Linked DNA regions of Mus musculus: region 1 is linked to region 2. A link is a contact called in public Hi-C data. All regions are on one chromosome and are shown on one strand. The core of a region is the stretch at or near the end of the contact, and the rest is flanking DNA. Distances in the headings are between cores, read along the strand shown. Region 1 overlaps Cpz (carboxypeptidase Z). Region 2 has its middle 40 kb from the start of Gm40283.

What was found. A called contact is a pair of places that touch in the nucleus more often than the background predicts.
Region 1: a contact with region 2 is called in a Hi-C map of the N1E-115 cell line, with 4 times the contacts expected there. The contact joins two enhancer-like sites. A contact is called at or near these places in 6 of 39 promoter capture datasets (the C10 cell line, the HPC-7 cell line, liver and 3 more), 38 of 484 Hi-C or Micro-C datasets (8-cell embryo, B cells, the G1E-ER4 cell line and 12 more) and 2 of 115 datasets of contacts at active chromatin or transcription factors (both in embryonic stem cells).

The regions. Positions count from the first base shown.
Region 1 is chr5:35,500,447-35,507,658 of GRCm38.p6, reverse strand. It overlaps Cpz (carboxypeptidase Z), which reads left to right. Exons shown (of 11, transcript NM_153107.2): 9 at 848-987; 10 at 3,908-4,007; 11 at 4,978-5,441. The coding sequence ends at 5,324. Among named protein-coding and RNA genes, the nearest start is that of Cpz, 22 kb to the left of the region's middle. Within about 2 kb of position 2,113, at least 2 of the 459 cell types and tissues checked have an H3K27ac peak or open chromatin away from gene starts, as enhancers often do. A contact at or near this core is called in the N1E-115 cell line, where this site is marked.
Region 2 is chr5:35,449,412-35,456,527 of GRCm38.p6, reverse strand. No RefSeq gene overlaps it. Among named protein-coding and RNA genes, the nearest start is that of Gm40283, 40 kb to the right of the region's middle. Within about 2 kb of position 2,222, at least 31 of the 459 cell types and tissues checked have an H3K27ac peak or open chromatin away from gene starts, as enhancers often do. A contact at or near this core is called in the N1E-115 cell line, where this site is marked.

The DNA.
Region 1 (7,212 bases), core at 864-3,363, 51 kb before region 2:
CCCTTCCCTAGCAACAGCCCCCTTCACCTGATTTCTGCTGTGCCCCAGCACCGGTAGACCATTCTGCACTGGGCAAGAGAGCAAGGGACAGATTCACAGGCCTGTGTTGGCACGGCTGGGGCTTGCTCACCCTGCAACTCTGTGTCCCACCAAACCTACTCAGGCGGCCAACAGCTACTGTCCTCATGTGTTCCAAAGCTACTATTTGATCTTGTCACGCTGCCAGGGACTAGCACATGCCATCTTCTGGGGCATGAGAGCTTCCCTTCTTTCCAGGCTTCAGGTACATTGGTTCCCCAGATGGCAGACAAGGGAGATCCTACTGTTGAGGCTGAATGGAGAGATCCATAGGCTTCCTTCCAGCAGCTGGCAGGGCCACAGAGCAGAGGTGGCACCCGTGAGGACTGTGGCAGTGGTAGCTCCGACAGCAGAGCTCAGAAACACAAAAGTCCTTAGAGCTGGGGGGGGGGGGGGACGACGACATTGTAGTCCTCCCGACTTCCTCTCTGGGAAATGATCAGGTCTCCCTGGACTGCTGTTAACTCTGGGCAATTGTGTGCTGTGGTCATTGTCAGACTCCTTGAGGCTGTAGGCCCAATAGCTGGGACACAGAGACCTGTGAGGTGCACTGGCTAGTTTCTCTGGGAGAACAAGATTCTGCCACCCACCTGTCTGAAATCAAGTTTACCTCTGTGGCCTGGTCAGGGCCTCTACTCCTGACCTCAGGGTTATGCATGGAAGAACAGTGGCTGTGTAAATCACCTCTTTGTGCAAAGTGGTGCTGGGCCTGGAGTTTTGTGCCTGCCACAGGCTCTTTGCCCTTGACACTCAGCTGCCCACCCCACAGGTATGTCTGACTTCAACTACTTACATACCAACTGCTTTGAGATCACTGTGGAACTGGGCTGTGTGAAGTTCCCCCCAGAGGAGGCGCTGTATGGCCTGTGGCAACAGAACAAGGAGCCCCTACTCAACTTCCTGGAGATGGTGAGCCCCACCCACTGGAAGCTTCCCATGGTGGGGAAGAAGTCCAGCTTCTACCCTTAGGCTCTGTCCTCTTGGCTCTATCTGGGGCTCAGTGGAAGCATAAGTTGGTGACTTCTCTGACCATCCATTCAAGACTGGGGCTTCCCAACCATATCTCTTCCCTCATATCTCACAGGCATGATTGCCAAAGGGAACGTGGGGGCCTGGCAGTCTTTTGGGGGTACTGGCAGTCTGGAGGGGATGCTGGCCTGCCTCCAAGCCCCGGGAGCTATCAGGAAGCAGTAGGTGAATTAAGCTGAATCTTGACGGAAGAAAAACCAGGCAGGAGCGGGTACTCTCTGAGCAGAGGGGGTGCAGTAGGCGACTCAGTGAGGCACTTGAGACCTACGGGGTCCCTTCCCGAGACTGGAGTGAGGGTAGTTGTAGGAGTGAAGAGGACAGTATGTATGGGGGTGGGTGGGTCTCAGAGGTGATGATTCTGGGATACAGCCTGTTCACACATCAGAGGTCTGCAGGCTGAAGGGTAGACTGCCCAAGAGTACCTGCCTATCTGCATGGAGCTCATCTGGACTAGGTGATGGGGTGATTGAAAATACATCCTCAGAATCCTCCATTGGATCCTGGAGCTAGAGTCTGCTGGGTCAGAGGAAATAGGTGCCTGAGCCAATGCCTCACCCGGCACAGCTCACACAAGTGCTATAGAATAATGACGAGGCACGGAGAGCTATAGGGAGATAACAGCTTTGGGGACATCAGCACATTCAGATGCAGGGTGGCCTTGACAAGTGCACAGTGCTCCGCAGTTGGTCCCGCCCCTAGATGGCCCTGCCCTAGGCAGCCCCACCCCTAGATGATGAGGCCCGAGAGAATGATCACTGTGGCCACAGAGGCATGTGGCTATGCTGGGGGGTGGGGGGAGCAAGAGGAGTGGCCATGCAATGGCAGCTGCCTGGAGTTTAAGTTCAGACTTTGTGTCCCCAAGTTCGGTCCTTGAGCCCTGTTTATTTTCTGGCGAGATCAGGAATCTTCCACCAGGTGAGACCAGCCAGAGCCTTGCTACAGCAGCAGCTATGGGAAGAAGACAGCCCCAAGTAGCACAGAACATGGCCACTGTTTTCTGTGGTAGCTGGCACGTCATTCAGGCAGGGTGTGTCTCATCCACAGGCAGGGCCTGGGGCAGAGCTAGGTGCTCAGGCTATTCTGTGGTCGTCTGGGGAAAATGAGTTAGAAGGGGCTTTGGTGGGACTGGGATCGCTCCGTGGATATTGTACATGAAGTCTCAGTGTATGAAGATTTAATGGCAGGCAGAGTGGTGGCCAGTCGCGCAGCACTTGGCTTACCCCGAGACAGATGACCCCCAGGAAAACGGGCTTGGATCCTGATAAGGATCAGGTCTGTCAGGGCCAATTGAGGTCACTTTCACAGTGATCCTGAGCAGGCCCAGGGGTGGGGGGGTGGAAGAGGCAGAGGCAGAACCAATTCCTCCTGCTGCTCAGCTCTGGGCCCCAGGGTGGCAGAAGAGGACCCCAGTTGAGGTGCAGATCAGAGACTAGCCAACTGGAGGGAGGGGCTCCCGTGGACAGGCCCTGAGACACAAATGCTCACTCAGTAAAACCCAGCAGGGAGAGAGAAGCTAGGCTATGGCGTCATCAGGAATGACATCTTAGAGGCTGAGGAGTGAGGGCTTCTGGGAGTGGTAGAAGGGGCCAGTCAGTGCAGATGGCCAGAACATTCTAAGAGGGCAAAGGTGGGGGGGCACAGAGGTCTAGAGGGATACACGCATGGGGGAACCACAGGTTAGCCATGACCACTGGCTCTGTAGGAGTCAGTGTCTTTCTGTGAGTGAGGAGGAGGGAGGGAGGAGCTGGCTGGGTTGGCACAGTGGCCTCCGTACCATCAGTTGTCCTCATCCAACAACTCCTCCTCTCCCTCTACAGGATAGCATTTCTGGTTTCAGCTCCACAGAACAGCAATCCGTGCTCAGGAGCATCCAGGCAGTGGTCACCCATTCAGGGGCAGCCAGCTACCACTTAGGTGTTCATGTCATGAGAGTTGAGCTCCCAGCCTGTGCTAGCCACATCTACATGCCCTCTTTTCCCAAACCTTCAACCCTGTTTTGTTTATTTCTAAACTGTAGAAGAGAAGTGACTAGATTGTTGTGTCTGCCTCAGTGCCTCTGGGAGTCAGGAGGGAGGGTGGCAGCCACTGAGAGCTGCTGGCTCTGAGCAGTGGGGGACTTCTGGGATTGTTGGGTTCCCGACTTTGCTGATCTTAGAAGCACTATGAGCCCTAGGTGTTATTGGCAGCTCCGGCCCCACTAAGATCCATTCTGTAGCTGAGGAAGTTGAATGTGCAGAAGCAAATGGTTTTCTGGGGTCAGGAGGCCCCCTTGTGTGCAGAAGGCACGGGGTGTGGCTGGGAAGCAGAAAGGTCAGTTCATAGTAGGGCTGAGTCTGTCCAGCTTCATGGCTGCCCTCCAGGGGTCCTGGGCTTTACTCTGAGGATACCGCTGAGTGTCTGGTGTGTAGACTGACACATGCAAGTGTAAGTAGTGAGTTGAGGGTTTGAGGACCTGGTCTGTGTCCTCACCAGGCTTCCTGCTAGAACCTCCGCTCAGAAGGGACCGCGAATGCCTTCCTAGGCTAGGGAGGTACAGATGCTCAGATGCACCTAAGGATAGACAGTGGAGGCTGTCCTCAGTGTCTGCGGTCAGGAAGGAAGTGTACGTGACCCTTAGGAAGAGCTTCATTGTCGGTCAAGCAACCCAGAAGGTACGAGTCAGACTGCCAGAGGTACCTCAAACAGGAAACAAGGCCTCAGCTGTACAAGCAAAATCCCAACCCAGAGGCGCCCGGGGGGCACTGGTGAGAGTGACATTGGGGTTAGACGTCACTCTGTACCTTCTCTCTGGTGCCTCTAGGTACACCGAGGCATCAAGGGTATGGTGACAGATAAATACGGAAAGCCAGTCAAGAACGCACGGATTCTGGTGAAAGGCATCCGCCACGATGTCACCACAGGTGAGCCACAGCCTGTGCCCGTCTGTGGGGGAGGTCAGTGCAGGGCTCCCATTTCACCAGCTTCTCTATCCATTCTCGGCCAGCTTGGTTAGGGAGAGTGGCAGCCTGGAGCCACCTCCCTCTGGGAAACCTAAACATTCAGGACCCAAGGTTCATGCTGGGACACTGTGTGTAGCATACTTATTTTGCTTGTAGCTGCGGCAAAATCCTTGATTAGGAGCAGCCTAAGGAGGGAGGGCTCCATTTAGTCTCCTAGTCCATCCTAAGTGAGGGCATGGTGGGAGGCTCTACCTCCCAAAGGTTCCACAGCCTTCCAAAATGGCACCACTCACCGAGCATCAACTGTTCACACACATGGGCATGGGGGACACTTCACATGGAACCCACAGCACCCTGAAAGTTGACTGTGTCTCATGTGGGCTTTGGCTGTCCTTAAGCCTTTCCCAGCTTGCAATCACAGTTCCGGGTGATGGAGAGCTGGCTCTTGCAGAGGACCCAGGTAAAATTCCCAGCACGTCTGGTGATTCACAGCCATCTGTAATTCCAGTTCCAGAGGATTCAATGCCCTCTTCGGACTTTTGAGGGCCCTATGCGTGCGTGTGGTGCAAATACACACATGCAGGCAAAAGATTCAACTGCATAAAATAAAAATAAAATATTTTAAAAGCAATTTTAAAATAGAGACCTATAATGTGGGTCTTGGCAGCACCATTGTCTGGTAGAGGGTAAACTTGCAAAGCCGGGGGACCGGGTGAAGCCTGCCAGGAAGAGGTGGCACCTAAGTAGGGCTTTGAGGAATGAATAGGAGTCTGATGAAGAGGTGGAGGACACTCTAGGTGGAGGCAAATGCTCATCCCACCTTGTGCTAAGGCCCATTTACCCCCATCTGTCATGCGACCTCCTCACCCTGACTGTCATAATTCTGCCTCAGCCTGAAGCCATCTGAGGGTTGTTTCTGTTTTCTTCGAAGCCCCTGATGGTGACTACTGGAGACTTCTTCCCCCGGGTTCCCATATCGTCATTGCTCAGGCCCCTGGCTATTCCAAGGTCATGAAGAGAGTCACCATTCCCTTGCGCATGAAGAAGGCCGGCCGTGTGGACTTCATCCTCCATCCTCTGGCGACAGGACCCAAGAACTTCCTTCCTGGACCTTCGAGAGCTTTACCTCGGTTCCAGGATCCTCAGAGAGAGCCCACACAGATGGATTTTGAGCCCCCCAGGGCTCGTAGGCAGCCAGCTAGTGGGAGCAAGCCATGGTGGTGGGCTTACTTCACATCACTGAGCCCGTACAAGCCACGCTGGCTGCTCAAGTACTAGCACCCCTCTCAGGCCCGACCTTGATGTCCACCTCCACAGCCTGGGCTTCTGCCTGGAGCCTGGCAGCCACAGACATCATACACAGCCTCTGAAGCTTATTAAAGTATGTTCACCCACTGTGATGAAAGGCTCTGTGCAGAGAGGGGAGGAACTGGGCCCTTGCCTACTGGGGGCAACTCAGACTGGGCCCTAGTGGAAAGGACCCTAGGTGGTGTTCTCCCTGCCCCCAGTATAGTACTGGAGCTATCTGGACAAGGCCCATGGGACTGCTGTCCTCTCCTTGAAGGCTGAGCTCCGGACCCTGCTGCTGCAGGTTAGGTGGCCAGGAAACATCTGGATAGGAAGAGTAGGGAGACAGAGGTGATTCCAAGGCTGGATCAAGGCCTCTCAGGCAAAAGAGTTAACACCGGATCCCTGTAGCTTGACTAAAATCTGCCTTTGTGGGGCTCACAGCATCCATGGGGCTCTGATTCTGGGGCTCAGTCTCCTTGGTCTTCTTTCATTCTTATGTTTCTACCCTCTCAGGTCCAGAGATCTCCCATGACCCCATGTCCCCCATCGGTGGTCTTTCTTCATCATCTCTCTTACTATAAGGGCTTGGACCACTCCCAGGATTTACCAGGTTGGGAGTTCTCTGGCCTCCTAAGAGGTTCTAGCCACTAGCACTGCAGAGCATAGTCAAATTGGGGTTTTAAACAATAGAAGTTTATCACAGCCTAGTCCTGAAAGGGCTGGATTGTCTCTGCTCGGCTAGTAGGTATCTCTCTTCTCCTCATGTCATGTGGGGTCATGACAACATGACTATTACTTGACTGTGGAATGCTTCCCTCTAAGATGGCCTTTTCCCTCCCTCTGGCTAACCTTTTGCCATCCTGAGCTGGTCCTATGACCTTGCATGCTCTGCAGAGGTCCATGTCCCCTGTCCCCCAATAGAAGATGTACAGGCAGAGCCCAGCCACCGCACGGTCTCACTCTGCCCCGGCACTAGATCATGAACCACTCTCCGAAGACTTTATGAAGGTCATTTTTTTCCCTTCCATTTTCGTATACAAATCTAATCTTTGGAGAGCCCACTCCCTTCTAACTCATTCTAACTCACAATATTACAGGCTTTCATCAATAATAATATACGATCAATTACTCAAATGTAATTGATTAGTTAAGAGAACCACATTTCCCCTCTTAGCCTGTGTCTGATTGTACGTAAAGCACAGCAATTGCCCCCAGAGGGTGGCCTTGCCCTTGGCTGTGGACTGTCTTGGCTTTTTAGCTGAGATTGAATTTATATACAATTTGCTAATGTTGGCTTAAGAAAAACCCAAAAGGGCACTTTATGTCCCAGCCTTACCGATGACACCATCCCAGGGTGCGATAAGCTGCCCTCGAGGGGGATGAGTGGCTGAAATTGCCTCCTGAGCTGCCTCCGAGCTCCGTTTGTCTTTATTTGGTTGTACAGATAATTTTTTTTTGTCATCAGAAAGTTGAGTTCCATAAATACAGTATCGTTCAATTTAATAACGAGATTCAGAGCTGACTTTGTCCAGTCTGCATCTCTCTTTGGTTGAAACAAACCCAAGATGTTTCTCCAAGATGGCAGTGATGCAAAGAACATTTCTAGCAAGGCCTCTGTGCCCAAGCTACTGCCCTTGGGCTGGACCCTTCTCTATGCTGATTCGCCTGCAAACTGCAGCAGAGTGGCTAGGCACACGGCATCTGGGCATCGTGGTGACTGCCTGCTGTGGTGGCTGAGTGGTATGGTGGTTGGGCGCCATAGTAGCTGGGCAGTGTGATAGGCTGGGGAGTGTAGTGGTTAGATGCTGTGGTGGCTGGGCACTGTGATCCCACTCAGTGACTTACCAACAGCGTTATGGGAGTGGAAGGCAGGATG
Region 2 (7,116 bases), core at 973-3,472:
GTGCACAAACACCCACGCAGGTGGATACGATCAACAGTTCATTATACATGTAAACTAGAGACCAAGGGCTTTTAAACCTCAAAGCCACAGCAGGCTTCAGCCCACAGCGGAACCACGAGGGAAAGATGGACAGACACATGCAGCAGCCAGATAATCAGTGCATGAGAGGAAATAGACATGGTAGCTCACAGTTTGAAGGTTGCAGCTCAGAGCTGGAAGGCCCTGTTGCTTTAAGGATTGTTGTGGGGTAGGGAGTGGACATGGAGGTGAGAGCTCATGGCTCATCAAAAGTGCCCGTGTGGTTGAGAAGAGGAAAAACAGAAAAGGAAGAGACCTTCCTAACCCCTTCAAGGGTGCTCTACCAACCACCTAAACCTCCTGCTAGGTCATATCTCGGAGGCTCCATTATTCCCTAGCAATGCCACCCTGAGGATCAGCCTTTAACACACGGGCTATTTGTGAGGATATTTAAGACTCAAACCATAGCAGGCCTCAACCAGGAGGGCTGTCTAGCAAGGGCATCTTATCTACAAGTATCTTTTGGGGACCACTGGTCATTCCAGGTCTGCCCAGTGGTCAGGCAGCATAAGAAAACAAATCAACACTCAGGACTACACAATCCTGCATATTTCTAGGGCGAGAGATGTCAAGAGAGTCTCCAGCAGGGAGGACAGTGCCAGGGTGGAGGGAGGGGCTGCCACGTGCTTCCCTGGCCAGTGCAGTGGTTCCTATTTCCAGACAGAGCCAGCGATCAGGTGTCGGTGCAGGCAGGGTTAGGTCCATGGTGGGTGCCCCCACGTGCCCCAGGTGTATTGGGCAGGCCTCATGGCAGGCTGTCTGGAGGGCTGAGCAAGAACAGGCCAGGCTAGAGGGAGCTGAACCTTAATGAGAGCCAGGTGGGGCCACACCTCATCTGCTGGGCTGCACCTCCTGGCTTTGATCAGTGATAAGGCCTGCATGTTCCCAGGACCCCTGCCCTCCCCATAACTACTCTGCTCTGGCCACCACTTCCCCTTCAAAGACAGCTCTCATCACTAGCCACAGATCGGACAGGGAGAAATCAGAGCTAAGGGGGCAGGATCATTTCCCTGTGACCCACTCCCAGGGTGACTACAAAATATCCCCACATGCCCCAGATACGCAAGCAGGCTACCCTCAACCTGGGCACCTCAAAGTAGCTAATACCACTGAGGCTCAAGGAAAAAGACCACCCCATGCCCCATTTTGTCTTTGTTACTTCTGTTCATTTGAATGTTTTTCCTGCTCTGTGGCGGGAGCTCTTTGGTGAATGCTTCCCAGAGAGCTACGGAGGACTGGGATCTGCTGCATCAAGGCTCCCCTCTATAGGGCAGTGGTTGGGGGAGGGGGCTGGAGTCTGACAAGCCTCTACCTGGGGTGATTAGGATATGTGTGCTTGGGACTCTGTCCCAGGCAGGGGATATGGGGATGTGTATTTATGGACGCGTATTTTAAATAGGTGTTCCACAGTTCTTAGAAAGTCCACTCTTGGAAAGAGTGGGATGGCTCTGCAGGTAAAGGCACTTGCCATCAGGATTTAATCCCTGGGACCCACATGGTGGAAGAAAAGAGCTAACCCCTGCAAAGCTGTCCTCTGACACCCCCCCCCCAGACACACACCCATTAAATAAATAAATAAGTGCAATAAAATAAAAAAGAAACTCCCCTCCTTTGGGTGGTGCGCCCATCCTTGCTCCACAGACCGTTTCTGAGGTGTCTGGGACAGAGCAACTTCAGTGGAGCCTTCCTCCGCTATAGTGTTTTACAGCCCACAATTCATTAGCAGCATGGTCAGCTCTGGCCAGGGCAGCGGGCTGCTTCAGAGAGCTTAACCAACCAATTTGTCCAGGGGACAGAAATGAATGGCTTCCTTAATGAGCAGCTGTCTGGGAGCCGCGCCCACTCCACCGTGGCATTAGCGGCAATTGGACTGTTATTAATTTATATTCTGCCTCTTAAAGGAGAATCTATACTGTCAAGGCCATGGGGGAGCCCCTTGTTCATTTGCCTTCCAAATCTGTCTAAATTATTCAGGCCGGCTAATGAATTTGTCGTGGCCCACACTCCTACAGCGTCTAGACGGAATCCAGAACGTCAGCAGCCACATCCATCCCGAGGCCTGACCCAACATCACCCACCACACAGAATCACGCAGCTTCATTCAGAGGCAGTTTTCAGGCCAGGAGCAAAGCACTGTATTTCCAGAATGGAGACCATGTGAGCGCATCTGGGTGACGTCATTGGGAGAGGCTGCTGGGGAGTAAAGGCAGAATGTTTAGAGAACAGAAAAGCAGGCAGAGTGAGACAGCGCCATCCATCGGGATCCCAAGAAAACCAGCAGTATTGGGCTCCGAGGCGCTCGCTGCCTGAGATAACTTGCTTGCTTGTGGCCCCTCTCACACCAAACCACAGGCAACTATGGGTGCTGAACTCTGGGACACAGCTGGCAAGAGTACAGTTGTAAACTCAGGAAACACAGGCCCAAGACTGGAGGGTCTGAGTGTGCTCGGCTTCCCCGAGGTATGCAGCAACTTCCTAGATGTGCTAAGGGGGCAAGGATAGCCAGGCAGGACTCTAGCCTGAGGACCTCACCTCTGCAGTATCTGGGGAGGGGGGGGGCGGGGAAGGCTGTTCTCTTCCATCTAAGGGCAGGAGAGATAAAAGTCTCAATTGTATCTCTCATGAAGAAGGGCTGAATCCAGGACCTCAGTATACGACTACATCTGGAGACAGAACCTAGGCAGGGGTGACTTAATAACAACAATGTCTTGATCTCAGACTTCAGCCTCTGGACCATGAGGCTTTAACTGTTGGTTGATGATGCTCAGGTCTGACATATGTGTTATGCATGTGCTATGTGCTATGATGCATCATAACAGCTAAGCTGAGTTGATGCACCAGGGATGGGAAGCCCAGAGCCCAGTGGTGTGTGTGTGTGTGTGTGTGTGTGTGTGTGTGTGTGTGTGTGTGTATGTACACATGACCAAGTACATGCCTCTGCTTACCCCCCCCCAGACCCCAATGTCTCAGCCACAGCCCTTAAGGCTCACACAGACTGAAGTTCAAGGGAGGTGCCCTGGGCCTGGTCTGACACCCTCCCTCTACACAGATGAGCCTGGGGCTCCAGGCTGGCGAGACTGCTGGAGCATCCGCCTCCTTGGGCCCAGCCACAATGCTGCTCTGGCGGTTAAGTGGAACGCTGACTCCTAATTGCCATAATGGGCTTGGGGAGGCATTCGCCCAGTGGCTAGTCAGGTGCAAGGCTGGAGTCTGCATTGCCCAGCCCTGTCTCTCCTGCGACCCACAGACAGTGGGACCACCAGGGATAGGCCAGGAAGATGGGGTACCTGGCTCCTCCACCTGTCACCATCCTCTCTCGTTGTTTATTCACTGGTTCATGCAGTCAGAAGACACGTAGTTGGAAATACCAGGAGCCCAAGTGATGCAGCACTTGGCACACGCTGACCCTGTCTTAGTGATGGTTCTTGGGATATCACTCCCAATCTACACTTGAAAGCTGGGTAAAGATCAGTAGGATGCTAGTCCATAGTCCTCAGACGACAGGAGCTGAGTAACCCAAACACCAGTAACATTGCATGATGGGGTGGCAAGGCAGACCCTGGAGAGCCTCACTGGCAGCCAGACCTCAGTTCCAGAGGGGACTGGTGCACAGAAGGTATTACTAGAGGAAAAATTGTGTCCAGATGTGATGGGGTCTCTCCCCACCTGCAGTCTATGTCTACATTCCCATATTAACCCCTGGGTGCGGACAGGAATATCACCTTCCCAACTGCTGCAGAGGGCTGAGTCTGCTTACTGTGACCCTTACAAAAAACCCCTAGCTTCTCCTCAGAGATGCTGCCCTGACAGCTCCTGCCACTCTCCTGTCGCCTACCACTGCTCGTTGCTGTCTTCTTTTTCCCTTCAGTAGGTGAGAGTTCTGCCAAGTTCTCTGGCTCCCCTACACCTAGCGCTTCCAGATTCTTCCACTCAATCAACCTCAAATTTGGCCTTTGGCTGTTTTACTTCCTGGTAGGGAAATTAACCATTCCCAAGACTCACAAGGGAGAGGAGAAGTGGGGCATGTTAAGGGACACCAGTCTCTCTGAATATCAGAGAGGCAGGAGGTACCCAGAGACCCTGTGATGAGCCCCAGGTGGGAACAAAGAAGCAGAGGGATTCCCAAGGCCAGTATGACCCCTACCTTTCCAACTGCTTAAAAAGGCCCTGTTCAGTGAAGGCTGGAGCAGAGCCTGACAGAAGCCATAGGACATGATCTGAGTGAGTAACACTGGGGCTCAATGGAGCCTGTGATGGTAAGGGATGGGGGAAGAAAGAGAGGCTGGGTGTTAAGGGCACAGAGAATTCCAGGTTGCTCCCAAGAACAGGCAGAGACTCTCAGCAAGCACTGTGTCGGAAGAGTGAGCCACAGAAGCGATGCATGGTGGGATGTCCTTTGCATGTCACATCTTCCCAATTCCGTTGTATTTTCTGCTTTTCTAACAGAACCGGGGGCACCCCACTACCTTGTCTCACTACCCTGTTCTAGGTTCTGGGCCACTTGGTCCATCTCTGCTCTGCCTCCAAGCAAAGGGACCAAGTAAAGATGTAGCATTCTCACATGCACAGGGCCGGCATGGTACATGGGAGTCTAGAGCCCCAGCCACGCACTAGGTTTCCTGCAGTGAGATAAAATCCACATCCAGCTTCGATACCCCCAGACGGCAATGTTTCTCTACCACCACAGCTTATAACCACTGAGCGGATGCACACACAAAGCCTGCTTCCTGCAAGGCTTGGAAAGCAGGTCTTCTTTAATTAATGACTTGCCATGTAATTGCAGGATTGCGTACAGGGCCGCTGTCTGCAATGGGCTTTTGAGACAATTTTGGCGCCAGCAGCCTGATGTGGGCACGCTGTGCCTGGGTGTCCAGGGACTCAGTGCCCATCCATCAAGCTACTTCCTTCAGCCCTGGTAAACCCATCCCTTCTCCAACATTCAGGCCTAAGGCCATCTTCTGCCTGTTGCTGGTGGGCACTGCCTCTGCCTCCTGGGTATGCCATGCTCATTGGCTTCTTTCCTGGGGTGCTGGCCTTTTCTCCAACTGCAAGGAGATCTCTGGAGAGCCAACCTACAGGGCTGCTCAGAGGACCACGTGGTAATCTGAACCCTTGGTCCCTCCTAGCCCCTGGCTCTGAGCCCAGCAAATACACTCTATTTGCATCAAGGGCTGCTGTAGTTGGGACCTTATTCCATCCCATCTTCTATTCCTGTGTTCCACCCACTCCGTGAGGGCTGAATGTGCCCAGAGGGTGGCTCTCTCACCATCCACACTTACTGGCCACACACAGTGCCTCTGTGGCTCCATACTCTATGGTTCTCGGGGATCCAGGACTGGGTCTCAGTTGCTGATGAATGACTTAGCAAGCACAGAGGGCCAACATTCACAGGGCTGCCCAGCACACATGACTCTGAGGTATAGGAAGCATAGAGGGGACTGGTGGGTGATATAGTTTCCTATTGTTCCTGTCCTGGTTGAATTGCATGTCCTTCTCACTACCTGAAAATATATCTTCAGGTCCTGAGCCACAGTAGCCGAGTGTGGGACCTCATTAAAAACAGGGTCTTTGTAGATATGATCAAGTGGAAGGGAGGCTGCCCTAGACTGGGTAGGGTGTCCCTAAATACATACACATACATTGAGGACAGACAGCCACTGGGAGAGGGGGTGCACAGGTTGTGTTAGTTAGACCTTAATCGTGGTGACCAAATAACTAAAAAAAAAGTTCACAGAAGGAAGGAGCCATTTGGGCTCATGGTTTTAGAGACTTTGACCTAAAACTTCTATGGTCCCTTTGATGCAGGCCCGCAGTCAGCATCATGGCAGGGGGAGCCTGTGGCAGACACTGCTTACCCCATGGAAGACAGGAAACAGAGAACACCAGGAAATGACCAAGAAAGAGATCATCTGAAGGACACACCTCCACAATTTACTTCCTCCAATTAAGTCCCATGTCTTAAGGTCTCCAGTGTCCCCCAAAACAGTGTCTCCACCTGGAAAGTAGCTTTTGGGGGACAAAATTCAAGCTACACCAGAGGCAAGGGTGGCTATGAGGCAGGTACAAGCTGGGAACGGGAAGGAATCCATCTGGGTCCTCCCTCCACCAGTGTTGGGATTGCTCTTGCTTTCCATGACACCTTCATTTTAAAAAAAATGCAGGCTCCAGAGATCAAACTCAGGTCCTCCTGCTGGCATACAAGCACTTGAGCAATCAGGCCATCTCTCCAGTCCATATCTGAATGTTGTTGATCCAGTCACCCTTCTGGGCAAAGCATGTTTCACTCCCTCCCACAAGCCCTTTCTCCCCCAACCCACCTCTCATCATCAATATTCCACAGAAAAGGTCCCAGGCTCGGCCCATGTTATAGGTTGGGTTGCAGGCTCTTTCCTTTGGCCACTAGTTCCTTCAGGGAGTCACAGTTCACCGTCTTTAGCCTTTTCTTACCCCAGCATGAGGTACGAGGGCCTCTATGGGAGTTTTTACTGGGATTAAACCCCTGGCTAAGGTCAGCACCAGGTTCATGGCAGATACCCTGAGGTCAGGGCCAGGTGCCCAGCAATGTCTTTACTCCTGGGGACCCTGGGAAGGCTGGATGGTAGGTGTACTGTGTCTCCAACTCATCAGAGCGTGTGAGCAGCTGATCAGGAGTGATTGCCATGGAGACAGCCAGGAGTGGATTTCTCAAACTGTTAACTGTGCTTATGGCAAATCACTTTAATGATGTGCGAACATTTAATTAGATGGCTACCAAATGCCTCCGATTACAAGGACAACCCATGAGCCCTGATTATGACAGTTCAGGGGCTAAGTGAACAGGATTTCCAGATCTGCCCAGGTTGGACCAGAGACCCTGTTCAGTGAGTGCCCGTGTCCTGGAGTGTCCCAGGCTGTGTCCTGAATCTGATAAAGGCTTGAGAGTGTGGCGTTAGGATTCGGATGAAGTCCCTTTGCTCCTAGGGGGATCGCTGCCATACTTACCCACCAAAGGTCTCCAGGTGGGCACCACAGGGTTTCAACCCTAAGAGGATGCATACC